Regions from separate parts of the Mus musculus genome. Here region 2 is linked to region 1. The links are chromatin contacts, called in public Micro-C maps. All regions are on one chromosome and are shown on one strand. The core of a region is the stretch at or near the end of the contact, and the rest is flanking DNA. Distances in the headings are between cores, read along the strand shown.

Region 1 (3,890 bases), core at 269-2,768:
TGTTCTAAAATCTGTATCTAACTTTGATAAATGTTCTTTGAATACACTAAGTGTTAGCACAGCAAAGGTTAGTGACCAGTACACAGGCCCACTGCCCTATCCTTGTAATTCCTGGGTTCCGTTCCCAACACACACACTGTGGCTCACAACCATTTGTAACTTCACCTGTGGGGAATCTGATGACCTTTTTGGATCTCCAAGGGCACCAAGCACACACATGGTGCACATACATACATGCAGGCGAAACACATGCATAAAATAAAATAAGTAAGTCTAAAAAACATTTTAAGTAAAAAGGTTTTCATTGATTGATGGAAAGATGCCTCAGTCTCTAAAAGTACTTGCTTGCAAATATGAGGACCCCAGTTTCATCCCACAAACTCATGTCAAAAAGCCAGGCAGGATGGGATTACATATACTTGTAATCCCAGACGTGGTCTGATGAAGATGGGTGGGTTCCTGGGGATGACTGGACAGCTGACCTAGCTTAATTGGTAAGCTCCAAGATCATGTCTCAAACCAACAAATAAGCAAACCAACCAACCAAGATGAATGACATCTGTGGAATAAGAGCTAAGATGTAACTCTTACCTCTACATACATGCAGGCAGACTTCCACACGTATGAGTACACACAGACTCAAGAGTGTGCCAGCACAGTTTCTTCCCTGTGAAATGCCGTGCCCAAAGTAAGCAGGCAAGCAGGGTAGGACTGGTTTTCACCTTCTGTTGGTCTTGAGACGATGTATGCTTATCTGCTTCTTAGAACATTTGGTTTGTTTGTTTCGTCATTCTTTGTGAAGCTCTCAGGGTACCAAAAACAAAATGAGGGGGGCAGAAAGAAAGCCTAAGAAAACCCCCAGCCTAATTTTGATTTGTCTTGTTGTATGATAAAATTATTCTCCAATATGTCTGGACCCCGATCATCCACAGACATTTTAGCATTGGTACCACAGAGACCGCACTGATGACGGTTGTGCACCAGCCTGCTGGTTAAACTAGGTAGCTATTTATTCTTCTCTGCGGTTCTACTTTTCCTCTAGACAAAACTAACGCTTTCAGACATCTTGAGAATGCTATAGTTCATCTTTAACAGATAGAATTTTGTTCTTATTTTGTTAAATGTTACATTTACATAATTGTGTATGTCATTGGTGTTTGTGAAGAAACACCAAAAAGTAGAAGTTTTCCTATCTAAAGCATAAGAATTAGTCTACTCTATCCCCACCTCCCACCCCTCCCCCACCCCCTGCCCTATGCCTATCCTGTCCAAATTAGGGACCAAGTAGATTTTTAGATAATGAGGGCAAATTTTCTTATTCGGCTCTAAGATTAGTCTTATTCTTTGCATAGAAGTTACACTGGTGTCAGGGATTTAAAAAAAAATATATCACAGAATACATTGAGTTAGAAATTCCTGACACTAGGCCAAGTGACATTGCTGGTAGTTGTACTCATTTTTTTTTTTAAATTAAGTGCTTAAATTATGCCGTGGTTAGTTTACTCAGTTCTAGTAATAAAATCACTGAGTGACTAATAAAAGAACACAAGGTGACTGAATGATGAAGTATAGAACTTACTGTTGCCTAAATAGTCTTATCTCTAAACTCAAATACATCTATAAGAAAACTGCATTCTTTATAACAAACCAGAATCTTAGTTTGCTGTGGCCAAATATAATGGGCATCTGTTGTTTTTGCCTGCCTAGTGCATATTCCTCCCTCTATTATTAGTGGACTGGACCCTGGGCTGGGCTGGAGAAAGGACCAGTTCCAACTCTCATCAGTTTGTGCATCTGTTGAGCATCTTCATCCTTTCTGACAACCCCCCATTGCCTCCCTTGAAGGGCAGACCTGTGACTCAGACCCAAGCAGACATTACAGCCTTTCCTCTTGGCCAGTGAGATTGGCTCAAAATGAATGTGTGTTTCCAGCCAGACCAAAGAGATTCAATTCAAAGAATTCTACTGGAGTGACTGGAAGAGAGGGTTCCTGTTCCCAGAAATGAATCTAAGAGGGTGTTAGCCTGAACCTACCGGGGCAGCCTGGTGACAAACCCCACACAGTAGGAGAAAGACAGAGACCAACTCCTGCAACAAACTAGAACCAGAGCTGAATCTAGGATCCTGCCATCCTGAAGATGGCAGCTTTTCAAGCATTCAGGAAATAATTAGGTCCCCCCTCACACACTGCTTTGAATCTGATTTATGCATTTATGTCTCTCGCCACTAACATAATTTCCCCTAATTCATAAAAATTCCAACGCATGGTCTTCTTCCTTAATCAATCTAACGCTGGTGAAATTTCTATTTCCATTCATTGCATAAATATGTGCTGAATACATACAACTCAAGGTAATAAGATGGGGAAGAGGTTTACAAGAAGAAGTGTATTAGGCACTATCTGTGCCCCAACATAAAAATGTGTCAAATAATTTGTAGAAATCAACGAAGAACTTGCTATTTCTGTTTTCTTTTCTATAGATGGGGTGCAGTGCGACTTCATCTGATAACAATGTCTAGGCCACAACTTTAACACAGTATTGAGGAGTCTTGATTTGGTATCAGAGGACTTGGCTTAAAGCCTTGATCTGTCTCTTACTGTGTGACTGGTAAATTATTTGGACTCTTTCAGTGTTGACTTCCTGTCTGCAAGGATCACATAAACAGCCCTATTTCAGTCCATCTTTAAAGGATGGAGACAGTGCATATAACATATACAGTGCCATGTGTGATGGTATGTAGAAGATGGTCGTTTTCAAGCATATTCACTTAAACATGCCATTCCACAGAGCTAGCTCTATAACAGTTTCACTGTTTGCCTTAGTGGCCAGAAAGAAACACACTATTTTAGTTTCTACTTACAGCTAAGCTTCATTTCTGCATCTCAGACTCCATCAGGGAGACAACCGAGAACCGATGAAAGCCTAGTGGTTTTCCCACGGGCTCCTGAACTCCATCATGTTCAAAAACGAAATTTAGTATTTCTACCTTTCTCCTAAACTCGTTTCTCTTCCTGTGGTGTCAACATCAGTAAATGACACCACTGTGCCTTCAAATCTCAGCTGGCTCCCACACTTCCTCCCCTCCCCACATCAGATCACTGGCCAAATTAACTCAGAAATCTTCCCGTTGGTTTTCCTGTCTCTAGCCTTTTCCCAGTGGCCATATAATAGCCAAAGTGATTTTCTTAATGAACACACATCCTATAAATCAATAATGGTTTCTCACTGGTCCTGGAATAAAGACCATGAATTTCCCTCATTCTCCTGTTTCTGATGTCTTCATTACTCCAGGCTCAGCTCTCAGCCTTTCTCACACACAGCCCTCTCACCATATAGTCTGTTGTTTTCCTTTGTGAACTTTGTGAGAGTGGTTTGTTTGCACAGTACAGTAACCCACTTCTTCTTGTGTCTCTTTGCTACCATTTAATCATGTCTGTTATGCCCCACACTACCTGCTACTCCCCACTGCCCTTCCCACCCCCAGTGCTGGAGTCTGCAGCATTACAATAGCATCATGTGACTCCCTATCACATAACCTGCTACACACATCTTTTTAACACCTTGTGGATAGAAGTGTATAAATGCAGCATACAAGTACAATTATCAGACTCATTGTCTAGAACCTGGCTTGGCAAATCCCCATGTGATGCCTGCACAGATACTCATGAGGTTGTTTGGAAATCTCATTAGGGGGAAAATTCATGTCTCCGCTAACTCACCTCAAACTTGCATCATTTCTTACTAATCCAAAGGGAAGCAACAGAACAGAAACACGTAACTGGAGCTGTGCCTCAGTCGGCAGTAGATAGCAGCTCCTATCATTCGACAGCTATTGCTGGGTCTCTTGAACTATTCTCCATGCTCATCATCACTTCTCTGCTACGGCGT
Region 2 (4,077 bases), core at 1,116-3,615, 180 kb after region 1:
AGGTGGGTCATCATGGCTTGCAGGCGCTCTTTGTCTTTTGCAAGCTGATGGGAAGAGAAGACTTTGTTATGTCATCAAATACAGATGTGTGACTCCTTTGAACACCCCAAACTATGAATGTCCCAACTAACTACTGCACCACAGCACATCATTTTTATTGCTTCATCATCTGAAACCTATAGGACCCCTGCCAAAGTCCAGGTAACCGGAGGTGTTGATGTGAGATTTCCCAACACAAGGTGTATTAGACTTTAACTGGCACGTTCTAGACCTGCTGGCACCAAGGAGTCCCGGGGAACACGGACAGCTCAAAGGCAAGCATGAATCATGCCCATTAGCCAAGCTGAATCATGACGAGGCCATGGCAAGATGAGCAGCTAGCTCACACTCATAAATTCATCTGTTGTGGTTGTGGACAAACTCATGGATACCTGGATACACTTGTGGAAAGTTAGCTGAGTCTGTCTTGCTGGCAGGAGCAGGGATACCAGAACTGAGGGGGTTCCCATCTTTAGGTGAGCAATAAGAACATCTGTTTCAGGGGTTCAACATCAAGTACCCCACTAGATGCTTCCTTAATAATCCCAGTATCTTTACTTCATAAAAAAGTTATTTTCTGCTAGGCGTGGTGGCGCACGCCTTTAATCCCAGCACTCAGGAGGCAGAGGCAGGCGGATCTCTGAGTTCGAGGCCAGCCTGGTCTACAGAGTGAGTTCTAGGTCAGCCAGGGCTACACAGAGAAACCCTGTCTCAAAGGAAAAAAAAAAGTTATCTTCTGATGTTATAGATATTTCAAACGGGATGGGCAGAGCAGACATTCACTGTTCATTAGGTGCTAGAACCTTTATGCTGGCTTTGGACCAGTCTGATACAGTGATAACTTTGGTACATCACAAGAAAGCTGGGGCAAGGACCTCCAATGATGACTCTCAGGTAAGTGGAGAAGGATATGGCCTCCAAAACAAAAACCAAAAAACCAAAAAAACAACAACAACAAAAAGTGAAGCTGAGGAGACAGATGTAGCATTAAGGGACAATGTGGACATAGGAAGGGGAGGAGTATTTCTACATACATGTGTGCATCTTCCAAAGCTTTATAGTGTGTCAAAAACAAAGCCTTAGGAGCAAGGTGAGGAACTTACTTATCCCTTTAGTATCTCATAGTTGACTTTAAATCTTTAGAAAGCCCAGGTTATTTTTTTTTTTTGAGCCTTAAAATTATGCCCAAATTAAATCTACTTCACATTTTTAGCCAAGTTATTTCCGGTGGTGGGGAGATGGGAAGTAGGGGCTCAGAGTCAGGGGAGAGCAGAGAAGGGGGATGGGACGCAATGGCAGAGGAAAACACGTCTCTATGTCTTCCCTACCGGCTGGCTCAGTCAACAGCCATATCACATTTGAGTTTTTATTTCTTTCTATTCCCTTGTGGTTTGGGAAGGAATAAATGAGGAGGAAGGGGGGAGTGCTTTACAGTGTTAGCATTTATCTTTCAACAAACAGGAAATGAAAGCGCTGCCATATTAGGACCTACATGATGCTACCCACCCTCTGTTTCTCGGTGCATTATTGAACTGCCAAACTAAGTCTCTAAACACATAATGCCAAAGGAATTTGGGTTTTCAGAGTGGCGCAGACAAAACAATTAAAGCGTGGGGAATAGCATTTTTCTATGGTTATTCATTTTTTTCTTTTTACATTAAGTGCCCTAAAGTGTTTTTGTTTGTTTGTTTTGTGGGGTTTTTTTCTGGAGACACACTAAAACGAAAATACTCTTCTGCCGTGTTTTTTGCTTTATTTTATTTTTTAAGTTTGTTTTGAAAACTAGGATGGGGCAGAAAGGAATTAAGTCACGCATCATGCATGCCACTCTTTCTAAAACCGTGAAGTAAGTAGACTGCCCATGCCGAACAACACAAATTAAAGGGTGAGAGGTGGTATTTATGGAAGAGTCTGCTGAATATTAATTTTGACTTAATTTGGGGGTAAACATCTCCGATGTAGCAATTACAAGGAATAAGTAGTGTGGAAAGAGGAAAAAATCTAAAGGCCAAGCATGGGGGCGCCATCCTCTCGGTATCCACCAAGTCTGACCTTCCAGCAGACAGGACCAACTACAATGTGGACACAAGCCACATCCACACCCTGAAGTTAAGTGACTGAGCTAAGATCACATTCCCCGAACTCCTCCAAGCCATCCACATTCCCTGGGTCTTTTCCTTCCATAGTGTGAGAACACCGAGTATGACCGGAGGGAGCACACCCTTGGTATAACTCCCTCTGCCCTAATGCTTTCCCCAGTGGGTGGCACACAAGCAGGAGAGTGAGTCCCCTTAGAGGGCGCTCCTGAGCAGGGAGGGGGTCACTGGAATTACCCAGTCTGTATACCAACTCTCTTGAAAGGCAGCAGAGTGGAAGCAGGTAACAGATACACTCTCCTGTGCTGTGTCAAATTCTGGCCTCAGAGCAGTCTGTAATCCTTCGGAGCACTTCATTTTTTCTTCTAAATATGGAATCCTCGTCTCTGAACTCGCAGGGTTGTTCTGAGCTTGAGTTCCGCACAGAGCAAGCTCAGTGCTGCTAATGAATGCTTCATGGAGGTTAAAAATACCTGCTGCAATTTTTTTTTTTTTTAAGGAGAAATTAAATCAGTCTAGTCTACACTGGCTGGGTATATCTTTGGAATCAGGATCCACACAATGGGGTGTAATGGAGTCAGCTGGGAGTCTGGGTGGGAAGAGAAGGCCCATGTCTTAAAGACGAGAATAAGGCAGGAAGTGTGGGAAGATGGGGTCTAAGGCTGACAGACTTATCTCGGGGCCTCACTCTGTCCTGGGCAAACAATTATTCTCTATTGGTTGATAGTCACACCCTCTTCTATTAGCCAAGCCTCAAACTGGGTTTTTCAGAGAGACAAAGTTGTGGACGCTCAGAACTCATACATTGCTCAAACACCACTCATTAATGCCAAATTTATGGTGTTCCACTCAGTGTCTGCAAAGACAAAAGCCAGGCATGAGAGCCACCAGCTACCGCATGCCAGAGAGAAGGGAGCAGAGTTTGCGGTTCCTTCACCATTCTCCTCCTATCTGCTGTTGGGAGGACTTTGTAAGGGCACCCTCGTAATTCCTACTAGTGACACATAGGGCTCTACTGAAACGAGTGTCCCTAATGTAAGAGCACTGCAGTTATTAGGGACCAGTAAGTTATCTGCCTGGACAGATAATAAGGCTCTGGGTCCACTTGATTTATGTTCTTTAATTGGGGAAACTGAGGCACAGAGGATGAACACCTGTGAGGCCATGAAGCCAAGAAAGGACAAGAGTAAAACTAGAGACCTGCTTTATAACGAACGCTAGGTGTGACATTATCCAGACAGTCTGATCTTCAGACTCCCTTGGTACCGTCCCTGAATTGGGGGCGGGGAGAATCTTCCATATATCACTCTTCACCCTGATTAATGGCACCACTCTGATAAAGGAGTTGGGATTGGCAGTGACAGCAGGCACCTCACCTGAGGAGCTGGTGGGACTGAGATGTTCCCAAGGAGCCTGCTAACCAACCTCTCAAGACAGCAAACAGGAAGCCTGGGTTTGTGTGAGGGCCACAACAGCCCAAGTGAATGCAAGGGAGACTGGGTGACGCCGTTCTCGAGTGGACTTCACCAGAGACTATCTCACTTCCAAAGCCAGCTTTTACGTACGGTGACCCAACAGTCGGACTGTCTGTGTCTGACTGTGGCAGAAGGTACACAGTTACACTGCTCCCCGAGCTGCACGTGACCAAAGCGAAAAGGAACAAGGGCTCAGAAGTAAAATCCACATAGCCTAAACAGGAGTCTCTGGAAAGAAGGACCACAACTCCTCCACCAACCTGGTCAGTGACCGAACAGTAACTCTGCATCCATCCACTCCACCGCCATTTGCGTTCTTTCTGAATTCAGCACCAGGACAAACTTGTAAAGATTTCTTGACCATCAACTACCATGTTCAGTGACCCACACCTCACTTCACCCCAACTCAAGAATTTCCCTGCTTTTATTGTGTTCTGTCGCCATTTTAACATTCTTCACATGTTGTT

What was found. Hi-C and Micro-C count contacts between places; a contact is called where the count stands out from the background.
Region 2: a contact with region 1 is called in a Micro-C map of muscle stem cells, with 5 times the contacts expected there. The contact joins two enhancer-like sites. A contact is called at or near these places in 4 of 484 Hi-C or Micro-C datasets (muscle stem cells, myocytes, pancreatic cancer cells and 1 more) and 1 of 115 datasets of contacts at active chromatin or transcription factors (pancreatic cancer cells).

The regions. Positions count from the first base shown.
Region 1 is chr6:98,774,128-98,778,017 of GRCm38.p6, forward strand. No RefSeq gene overlaps it. Among named protein-coding and RNA genes, the nearest start is that of 4930595L18Rik, 220 kb to the left of the region's middle. Within about 2 kb of position 1,519, at least 27 of the 459 cell types and tissues checked have an H3K27ac peak or open chromatin away from gene starts, as enhancers often do. A contact at or near this core is called in muscle stem cells and pancreatic cancer cells, where this site is marked.
Region 2 is chr6:98,954,361-98,958,437 of GRCm38.p6, forward strand. It overlaps Foxp1 (forkhead box P1), which reads right to left. Exons shown (of 19, transcript NM_053202.2): 12 at 1-44. Among named protein-coding and RNA genes, the nearest start is that of Gm38865, 170 kb to the right of the region's middle. Within about 2 kb of position 2,366, at least 39 of the 459 cell types and tissues checked have an H3K27ac peak or open chromatin away from gene starts, as enhancers often do. A contact at or near this core is called in muscle stem cells and pancreatic cancer cells, where this site is marked.